Regions from separate parts of the Urocitellus parryii genome. Here region 2 is linked to region 1. Evidence: chromatin contacts called from public Hi-C data. All regions are on one chromosome and are shown on one strand. The core of a region is the stretch at or near the end of the contact, and the rest is flanking DNA. Distances in the headings are between cores, read along the strand shown. Region 1 holds the start of Cap1 (cyclase associated actin cytoskeleton regulatory protein 1). Region 2 holds the start of Zmpste24 (zinc metallopeptidase STE24).

Region 1 (5,617 bases), core at 2,312-4,811:
CTTTCGCTTTAAAGTTTTTATTTCTCCTCCCTGTACAGTTTGTTCATTTTTTTAAAAAAGCCTTATCTCCCATTCTTCTACAGGGACCTCTCACTTCAGCCTGACACAGTTTCCCATCTCCCATATTGTTTATTCATGGTCTGCAGTGTTTTATGTATCCATCTCAGTACAAGAAATGACTCTTCTGAATTCAAGGCATTCACTAATGAGAGCACACTATAGATGAAGCACTTTGTTAGGCACAGGGCAAGATGAGTGAGGAAGAAAAAGCTGGAAGCCAGAAGTCAGCACATTTGATGACCACCCCAGATGGTAATACCTGTTTCCAGAATAGACTACATACTTTTTGAAGGCAGCAACAGGGTCTAACTAAGGATACTGCAGTATCCTTGGTTAAATGATACATAGAAATAACTCAATAAACTTATTTTAGTGTATAAATAAATAAATAAATGAATAAAAGTGACAGTTGTTGGAGTCTGGGGAATAAACCCAGGCCTCAAACACACTAGGCAAACACTCTATCACTGAGCTACATCCCCATTTCTTTTCAAAAATTTTGAGACAAGTTTTTCCAAAATTATCCAGACTATTTTTGAACTTGTGATTCTCTTGCCTCAGCCAGGAGAGTAGCCAGCGTTACAGGAACGCACCACTACACCAACCAGATATTGTTCTTAAACTATCTTGCTCTGGAGTTAAAAGTTAAAAGTGTATGGGTCTAGACTCCTTAAAAGAGAATATCCTGAGGGGTAGGAGTTATGACTTATGTGTACTTTTCACAAACAATTATTTTACAGAGTGGTTTCACACGGATTATTGCTTCTGTTTCTCTTTACAACCCCATGAATTACCATCTCCATTTTATAGATGAGGAAGCTTCCTTTCTTTTTTTCTTCTTCCCATTTCCTCCTCTCTCCTCTTCCTTTAGGATGCATGTATGGTCTGTGCATTTTGTGTCCCTATCACAGAAAGAGATTTGGAAGGGTTAAATGTAGAATGAAGATTACAAGGGCTAGTGGGGCTATTTGCCCTAGGTTTCACATACACTTAACCTTTTTTCTTCTTCTTTTTTCCTTCTGTTGGGGATTAAACCCAGGAACACTCTTCCACTGAGCTATATCCCCAGCCCTTTTATATTTTGAGAGAATCTCACTAAATTGTTGAGGCTGGCTTCCACCTTGTGATCTTCTGATGAGGCCTTCCCAGTCCCTAGGATTATAGGCCTGTAAGACTGCCCAACTCACTCCAGAATAGCAATTATAAAGAATACAAGTAACAATAAATGTTGGTGAGGATGTGGGGAGAAAGGTATTCTCTTACATTTCTCATGGGACTACAAATTGGTGCAATCACTATGGAAAGCAGTATGGAGATTACTTAGAAAACTTGGAATGGAACCACCATTTGACCCAGCTATCCTACTCCTCAGTCTATATGCAAAGAATTTAAAATCAGCATAGTACAGTGACGCAGCCACATCAATGTTTATAGTAGCTCAATTCATAATAGCCAAGCTATGGAACAAACCTAGGTGTCCTTCAATAGATGAATGGATAAAGAAAAAGTGGTGTATATACTCAATGCAATATTACTCAGCTTTAAAGAAAAGTGGAATTATGGCATTTGCCAGTAAATGGATGGAGTTGGAGAATATCATGCTAAGGAAATAAAACAGTCCCCCAAAACCAAAGGCTGAATGTTCTGAGGGAAATAGGAAGGACGTCGAATTAATGGGACATAACTTTCCTATCTTTGTATTTGAATACACGACCAGGATAACTGCATCATGTACAACCACAAGAATAGGATCCTAATTAGAATAAGTTATACTTTATGTATGTATAATATGCCAAAATACATCCTACTGTCATGTGTATCTAAAAAGAACAAATAAAAAGAAAAAAAAAGACTATGCCCAGCCTAAATATGACATGACAATGTTGTCCAAATATAGTTAGTGTGTACTGTGAGACAGTGTTTTTGGTTAAATGTAAAATTTAAAATATACTACAATTTTTGTACCATACTTTCTCATGTTGTCATTTTTCTTTTAAACATACTGGAAGTTATAAAATTGGGAAGAGGCCCAGTGAATTATCCAGGGTAATCGAGCAAAGTCTGACCCCTAGTAAAGGGCTCAGGATAGGACTGAGATGTTGAACCTGAGATCTCCAGATGCAGAGGCTTTCACTGCCTCAAATAATTCCAGTATGGTCTTTCATATGGGTTAAACTCAAGGGGGTTAGAGTCAGATGTGTTCCCTTCAAAGTTCCAACAGTTACTTTATGACCTTGCTTGGCAAATTATTCAGCTTCCTTATTTGAAAACCTGAGGGCATAGAACAGAGATGCTTTTAAAATTAAACGAAATCGCGTTTGAAGCATTCAGCACAGACCTGGAGTGTAGTCACTGCACAGAAAATGGTAACTATTATTATAAGAACTATATTTGTTGAATGACTCTGGCATATAATACCTGCATTCCACTTGAACACGGAGCTGTCACAGGCATTCGGTTGAAGGGGTGGGAACTGTAGCACTTACCAATTTTTTTTCTAGAAATAAATCATGTGGGAGGATAACGACCGGTTGGGAAAGTGTGAGCCCAGAAGGAACAAATATGCAATCATCGGTCCAAGGAGCAAGAAAGCGAAGTCTTTCCCATAGGCTGCAACGCTAAATCGCCCTCGGACTTATTAGCAGAGGACTGGGTATACCTGCCTGGAGCAAGGATGCCTCAGAAACCGGATTTTTGCGTAATGAGGCAGAATTTCTTAATTCAGCTCATCTTATTCTCAGGGACCACACCCTGCGCGCCGGGAGGAAGGACTGCGGCTGCTAGGCGGCGGCGGCTTCCGCACAGACCCAGACCTGACCATCTATGGTCACAGAGTGCACCCAGCAAACAGGAAGTGGGGTGAGAATGGAGAGTTTTTCTCCACCTTCCCAGCCCGGGGCGAGAAAGTCGGGCGAGGACGGGAACGCCCAGACCCACGGGCTGGGTACAGAGCGTGCTAGCTAATAGCCTTTCTATCGCCCAGCCTCCCCAAGTCCTCTTAGAACACTGGGCAGTCCAGCTGCCTCTGCGAATCACAAACCCGGAAACCGAAGTAGAGGTGAAGTTGGCCTCGACCCCCCCATAGAGAGTTGATGGCCTCCCGGGCTCGGATACTCTGACTCCGTTTCTCTAGTCCTTCCGAGGCCCCTTCCGTAACGCCGTGAAACGGTCCGGACTTTGCTATTGACACCAAACTGACAGGAGAATCGGCCACTCATCTGTTCTCTCTTCTGGAGGAGGGGCTTCAGCCTGTGATTTCGGCCCTTCATTGGTCCGGGGCGACTCCTGATAGGAGCGGTGGACAGAGGAGCATGGCCGGACCTACGAACACGCCCTCCCCGGCTCGCTCCCGCCTCTGGGCGGGGCTCTTTACCAAGTGCCCTCTGCGCTAGCCCTGATTCGCTTTCCCAAGCGTGGTGAATAGGGGCGGAGTCACGAGCCGGGCAGCCGACTTCCTCCCCAGTGCGGGTCCAGCCTAGCGGTTCAATCTGAGGTTCATTTCCGGTGGGAGTGCCGCGCCCAGTGAGGGCCCGGAAGTGGGGCGCGCGAAGATTGCTGGGCGGTTCTTGCCGGAAGTGGAGAGCGGCTGAGCGGAGTCCCGAGGTGAGGCAGAACTCTTAAGGTGAGGGTACGCGGCTGGGTAGGGACTGGGGTTCTTTCCGGGGCCCACCGGTTCCTGGTATTGTTAGTGGCCGATCCCTGCTGAAGGGGCTGGGGTGAGGCCCTCAGGCTGACTCGGACTCCTGGGTGCGGTCTCTTGAGGTGGGGCCGGGGTGACCGGCTGAGCCGGGCGGTCCTGGAGAGGCCCCTCCATTCGATTTCACAGCGCTGTATGTCAACCTCAGCGGAGACCTCATTCCTAACGTGCCCTAACTGAAAGGAACCTCCGAGACCTTAGAGTCTTCCCTTTCCCCCGACTCGCTCCCATCTCACGGATGGGTAAATTGATCCCCGAAAACGGGAAGCAGTTGGTCTACGATCATGTATAGAGTGAGGAAGAGAATCGGAATTATTACTTTGTTTTCATAGATAACCAGTACCAGATCCTTCCGACGTTCATTACCTTGATATGCCTCTTAACTTGGAGTAGTCTTCCGGTCCGGGCAGCTGTTGGTTAAAGGCCACCTGATGCGTGGAACTTTTTTTTTTTTTTTTTTAAATACATTTAGCTGTTTGAGATACGTGGGAAGTTTTTAAAAGAGGCAAGTCCTGCCTTTGCATTCAGATAGCATCTCTTTACTCCGAGATTGCTGCTCTTAACTCCGAAAAGCCAAGCTAACTTTATTGGCGGGGTTGCGTGCTTTCGGAACTAAAATCAGGTGTTGGTGTGGCCCCATTACTGAGAATCTGTAGTTACAGATGCCTTATTTAACTGCCCTCGCTCCCTCGCTCACTGAGTTAAATCTCCAACCTTTTCTATTTTTCATTTTGAGACAGGATCTCCGCCAAGTAGCCCAGGGTGGCCTGGAATTTTTGATCCGCCTGCCTCAGTCTCCGGAGTAGATACTACGGTTGGCTTTATTTAACTTCTTTATGTCTCATTTTGCCTATTTTTAAGTGGTCTCTGCTCACCTCCCAGGATTAAACTCAGTGCATAACATTATGTTTATTCTGTACCAGCCTTCTCCCGGATTCAGTGAATGATGCTTTGAAACAAAACAAGCTAGTCCCTGCCCTCATGGACTAGCAGTGTTTGCAGAAACCTTTCAGAAATAAGTATAAATGTGTTGAGTGTTAGGAATAACAGGGTGCTATGGAATTATGTAACAAGGGGGAAAAATTTGAACGATGAATAGAATAATGAAGAGGAGATGAGGACATTTTATACAGAGGTTATTTTCAGAACTATGTAAATTTGAGCTCTTTGTAAGGATCTCTAAATGAAAATCTAGGGGTAGCTCAACACTTTCATTATTTACCAATCTATTATTGGACTTTTAAATGTGTGAAGTACATATTAAATGAGGCATTTAGCCCTTGTGGCTAAGAATATACTTGTTCTCATGAAGTTTACAGAACAGGAGGAAACAGGCAAGTAAATCAAAGATAGCTTACTTTATGTACTGTAATGAATACAAGGCTATGAGAACATAGAGGAGAAATACCTAAACCAGATTTCCAGGCTTCCAGGTAGGAATGGGAGAATAAATAAGATTTTTTTTATTTTAACCATATAGTGATCTGGGAAAGGTATTTCCAGGTAAAGAGAACTGCATGTGCAAGGACATGGAGACCTGGACTTGTGAAAGACTGACTGGAATTCCATAAATGCTTGGAGAAGTGGAGGAAGTAATATGTGATGGAGTCAACTATGGAGGACTTCATGCTGAGGAATTTGGATTTTGCACCAGAAGTTATGGGAATGCTTTGATGATTTTTAAAAAAATATTTTTATTAGTTGTTCATGGACCTTTATTTATTTATTTATATGTGGTGCAGAGAATCAAACCCAGTGCCTTGCACATGCTAGACAAGTGCTCTACCACTGAACCACAACCCCAGCCCCTGCTTTGATGGGCTTTATGTGGGAAAAAGATGTGATCAGATTTGTTTTAGA
Region 2 (5,617 bases), core at 1,222-3,721, 190 kb after region 1:
ATAACAATTGAATAAACACCCTCATCCATTAAAAAAATACATAAATGAGCTTTCAACATCATTCTCCCCACCCTACCCCAGTAGGCACAGAATTTTATTTAGAAAAGCAAGGGGAGAGGGCTGGGGATGTGGCTCACGCGGTAGCGCGCTTACCTGGCATGTGTGCGGCCCGGGTTCGATCCTCAGCACCACATACCAACAAAGATGTTGTGTCCGCCGAGAACTAAAAAATAAATATTGAAAAATTCTCAAAAAAAAAAAAAAAAAGAAAAGAAAAGAAAAGCAAGGGGAGAATGCAGGCCATCCCAAGAGTAAGAGACATCCTTTGGGGTAAAGTAAGAAATACACATTCGGGGGAGAATTAATCTTGAGTCAGAACCTTTGGGGTGAGAAAAGTAATACACATTCAAGGGAGAATGTGACCCCTCTCTAGCAGGCAAGACAGTCTTAACATTGCTCCTTTATCATCTCTAACTTATATTTAGGTTCTTTTCCCCAAAGTTATCCAAATGTAATTAATGTTTGAAAAACGTTTTATTGATCACTTCTTTACAATAAAAATATGCTTGAAAGTAAAATTTTTAACAATTCCCTGTAACTTATGGTTCTAGGTATTAGAAAGAATTCTGAATTATCATTGCAATTTAGTATATAGCTAGTCAAAACAACACAATTACAAATTTTGATAATACAGAAACATAAGTGGTATAATTCTATTGAGAAAGTATTTCTTATGTCTGGGGATGAAGCTCAGTTGGTAGAGGGCTTGAATAACATGTATAAAGCCCTAAAATAGATGGGGCTTTCCTATCAATTAATTCATGCACCTAGGTGAGTATTGCTTACTGCTAAATCAACAGGATTCAGTTTCAATTCCATTCCTTTTTTGTTTTTTGAATTTTTAATATTTTATTTCTTAGTTCTTGGAGGACACAACATCTTTGTTGGTATGTGGTGCTGAGGATCAAACCCAGGCCGCACGCATGCCAGGCGAGCGCGCTACCGCTTGAGCCACATCCCAGCCCCTCCTTTTTTGTTTTAATAAACACAAGGCTAAGAAATATTCAAATAAATAAGAATATGAAAATGCTAGTAGTTTTGTTTTAGTAATGTCAATCAATTTTGGGGCTTTTTTTCTGAGTTATAGTCCCAAAATTAAAAGTGATATTTCATCAGCTGACAATTCAATTAGGTCAGCCATTAATTTTGCTGTAAATAAAGAACTGGAGAACATCTGACTTGCAAAATAATTTGTTATCTTATTATTATAACCATTTGCTTTTTTTTTTTTTTTTAATTCTAGACAGAGTCTTCCTAAATTGCTGAGTCTGGCCCTGAACTTGTGATGCTCCTGCCTCAGCCTCCAGAGTCGCAGTATCACTAATTTAAATAGATTTAGTTAAATTTATTGTTTAAAAAAATTAGCCAACTTAGCAACACCAGTCTATAGAACTAATTAACCAAATTAGATTTACTTTTGGTCAGAAAAATTCTGACTTCGGTTTTCAAGTAAAATAAATGTGTTGACAGGTGTCGCAGTGACACATTTCACTTCTGAATTCCAAGACAGAAATGGCACTGAGACTTGATCAGAGTTTGTCCCCTAGATAAAGACGGGACTTTCGTTTCAGGTATTTCTAACCTACCCTATTCTTGCCTTACCCCAGGGCACAATTGGGCAAAATGCCACTTCCAAGTACACTTGGGGTGGATGAGATAATAAGGTCTGCAAGTGAAATTCTCATTGCTACCGTCATTCTCATCTAATACACTTGAAGTCAGAACACGCCAATATAGGCCAAAACACTCCATGTGCAATGCCTCGCCTCGTTCTTCTGGTATCCCAGGGATGCACCTACCGCAGCTGGACAGCACGAGCCAACAGCAAAGATTTTGACAGCCTGGGACGCCTACTATACTCGCCCATTCTTCCCAGCCACCTCTGGGTGCGGATGGCGGCCCACTGGGTCGGCGACCGCTAAACCCAGAATTTCTTTTTTTTTTTAATTTTATTTTTTTTTTTTTAGTTGTAGATGAACACAATATCTTCACTTTTATTTATTTATTTTTATGTGGTGCTGGGGATCGAACCCAGGGCCTCATGCATGCGACGCAAACTCTCTGCCACTGAGCCACAACCCCAGCCCCTAAGCCCAGAATTTCTGTCAGCTCGTCCCAGCCCAGGAAAACACAGAATATGCCGCAGCCCATTCTGGGCAACCAAGGCCCCAAAACCTAAAGGAATTGCCACTTGAGAGGTTAGAAAGCCCCGCCCCCGGCCGCGGTATAAAGCCCAGGAAGAAAGCCAGAACCCTGGGCAGGAACCCAATGTCGAGGGGCGGGGGATGGATGTAGGTGCAACGCAAGCTCAGTCAGGGCCGGAACTCAGCGTCTGGGCTCCCTCCCCGTTTGGGCCGGAAGTGAGGAAGGTGGGGCTGGTCCTTTCCTATGAGAAACTAGAAGTCCCCAGCGGGTGGAGGCAAGAAGAGGAGTGCTTTTGCGACACTGCCGGCTGCGCGGAGGGGCTGGTATGGGGGCGGGTGTCTGTGTAGAGGCACTCGGAAGGGACCTATATCGCTGTGGCACCGCGGGGACTCTTTGAGAGGACGGGTGTCAGTGTGGCACCGGTGCACGCTGAAGGATCCTGTGGAACCGGGTGGCCATGGGGATGTCGGCGTCGCTGGACGCCATGTGGGAGATGCCCGCGGAGAAGCGTATCTTCGGGGCGGTGTTGCTCTTTTCCTGGACAGTGTATCTTTGGGAGACCTTCCTAGCACAGCGGCAGGTGAGCCTAGACAGGGCCCACCTGAACTCAACACCCGCCAGCCCTAGGCCAGGCTCGGAATGGACCCAGCACCAGTTTCAACCCCGTAACCCTTGCTGGGCCTTCTAACTTGGCCCTATGGCGGACTTGGCTTTTAGGGGTTCTTGGTACCTCAGGGAAGTTTTTCGTGAGACCCTAGGGCCTTAAGAAAGGAAAAGGTAGCCCCCTCAAGTTTGAGCTTATGCCTGCCCTACAGCCTCTTTGGTTCTTTGGGTCCAGACCCAGACTCCTTTATCTTTGATGTAAGCCTTCAAAAGAAAGCTGCTGACATATTCGAATCACAACTTCCCCATGATATTCGTGTTATCCTACTCAACCACAGGATTAGGAAACCATTTTCTGAAAATAAAGATGTTGCAATTCTTCCAAGGACTGACACTCTCTTTTTTCTTTTTGATAAATTTTTCATATTTTTTCTTTAGTTGTAGGTGGACACAATACATTTATTTTTACATGATGCTGAGGATGGAACCCAGTGCCTCACGCTTGCCAGTTGAGCGCTCTACCACAAAGCCACAACCCCCTGCCCATCCTTTTTTCTTTTTCTTTTTTTTTTAATAAATATTTTATTTTTTAGTTGTAGATGGACACTATCTTTTTTTTTTTAAATATTTTTTTAGTTGTAGATGGACACAACACCTTTATTTATTTATTTATTTTTTAAAGAGAGAGGGGAGAGGGAGAGAGAGAGAGAGAGAGAGAATTTTTAATATTTATTTTTTAGTTCTCGGCGGACACAACATCTTTGTTGGTATGTGGTGCTGAGGATCGAACCCAGGCCGCACGCCTGCCAGGCGAGCGCGCTACCGCTTGAGCCACATCCCCAGCCCCTGGACACAATATCTTTATTGTGGTGTTGAGGATCGAACCCAAGGCATCGTTCATGCTAGGCGAGCGCTCTACCTCTGAGTCGCAACCCCATCCCCCTTTTTTCTTTTTAATCTCCTTAAAGTACATATGTTTTTGCCAAAAAAAGTATTATATTTACATTATTTTCGTTAAAAAATTTTTAAATAGTATCCTAGCGGCACACACCTTTGGCCCCAGCTACTCTGGAGGTGGAGGCAGGAAGAGCAAAACTTGGAGGCCACTATGGGCAATTATTTGTTATGAATTATGAATCTGTCTCAAAATCTTAGAGGGTGGGGGGGGGCGGTAATCCCAGCAACTGGACCGTCTTTAAAAAATAAAAAGAGCTGGGGATGAAGCTCAGGGGCAAAGCGTCCCTGGGTTCATTTCTCTGTAACAAATAAAAAATGTGAGGTGGGGATGGGGTTTGAAGATGTAGCTCACCGGTTGAGCACTTGACTAGCATGCCTCAGTCCGTGGGTTCAATCTCCAGCACTGGTGGGCGGGGATGGGGGGAGTAGAAGGCAAAAATTACTTAATAGCTCTCTAAAGATAATCCTAATAAATAGCTTGAAAAATTAGAGATCTGAACTTTTTTCCCCCAGTACTGGGGATTGAACCCTATAACTCTTAAGATTGAGTTATGTCCCAGCACTTAAAAAAAAAAAAAAATTGAGACAGGGTCTTGCTAAATTGCTGAGGCTGGCTTGGAACTTTGGATCTTCCTGCCTCAGCCTCCAGAGTAGCTGGGATTACAGGCATGGATCACCTCACCTGACTGAGATCTGAACTTTTAGTACTGGGGATTGATCCCAGGGATGCTTTACCATTGAGTTACATCCCCAGTCCTTTTTATTTTTTATTTGAGAGAGGGTCTTGCTACATTGCCTAGACTGGCCTTGAATTTGTGATCCTCCTGCCTTAGCTTCTTGAGTTCCTGGGATTACGGGCATGTACCACTGTCCATGACTAGATCAGAACTTTTAAATGAGTTTAAATGTTTTTTTTTTTTTTTTTTTTTTTTTTTTTTTTTTATAAAGAGAGAGTGAGAGAGGGAGGGAGGGAGAGAGAGAGAATTTTTTTTTTAATATTTATTTTTTAGTTCTCGATGGACACAACATCTTTGTTTGTATGTGGTGCTGAGGATCGAACCCGGGCCGCACGCATGCCAGGCGAGCACGCTACCGCTTGAGCCACATCCCCAGCCCCAAGTTTAAATGTTTAAATGAGTTTAATTGACATTTTATTGCAGTCTTTCACTGTTGATTGCTTTATTTAGAATCTTCTGTGTTGTCACTGATGATGGTTGTAAAAACCTTTCTAAATGTTCTCTCTTGAGCATTTCAGTCCTTTCTCTTTTCAAATTTTTTTTTCTCAATTTACATTCTACATGAATCTATAAACAGTTTTAATTTTTTTTCTCAATAAGCTATTGACCATCTATCTGTCTTACTTTAATAATAAGCCTTAATAACTACTTATTACTAAGTAGTAACTAACTACTAAGTAGTAATAACTACTTATTACTAAGTAGTACTAAGAGTAACTACTTTTCAGTAGTGCCTCTACTGAATTATGCATTATTTAATGCCCTCAACTTTTATTGACATACAATATATAGAGAAAGCATTTGTTGCAAAACCATTGTAGAAGATGTTTCTGTCCTATTTTTTGGTACCTGCTTCCTGTGGTATGTCTCATGAGCCAAAATTACCTTTTAAAATTTGGCATAATGAGAAAATTGATCTTAGAGACCTGATAATTTCTTTGATTCCTTAAATCTCTCTTAATTTGGACCAAATTTAATGACTAGCAACAATATCTATTATTGCTTGTGGTTAATATGTTTGCTTCTCTTTTTCACAGTTGTATTTTTTTTTTTTCTGTATTATAGGACATAGTCATACCCAGAAAGAGTGGCACCCTTGTGATGTTAAAACTTTG

The links. A called contact is a pair of places that touch in the nucleus more often than the background predicts.
Region 2: a contact with region 1 is called in a Hi-C map of muscle, with 6 times the contacts expected there. The contact joins the promoter of Zmpste24 here to the promoter of Cap1 in region 1. A contact is called at or near these places in 2 of 2 Hi-C or Micro-C datasets (liver and muscle).

Annotation. Positions count from the first base shown.
Region 1 is chr11:25,049,369-25,054,985 of mUroPar1.hap1, forward strand. Cap1 (cyclase associated actin cytoskeleton regulatory protein 1) reads left to right here and starts at 3,562. Exons shown (of 13, transcript XM_026393389.2): 1 at 3,562-3,663.
Region 2 is chr11:25,240,768-25,246,384 of mUroPar1.hap1, forward strand. Zmpste24 (zinc metallopeptidase STE24) reads left to right here and starts at 2,472. Exons shown (of 11, transcript XM_077791017.1): 1 at 2,472-2,785. The coding sequence starts at 2,663.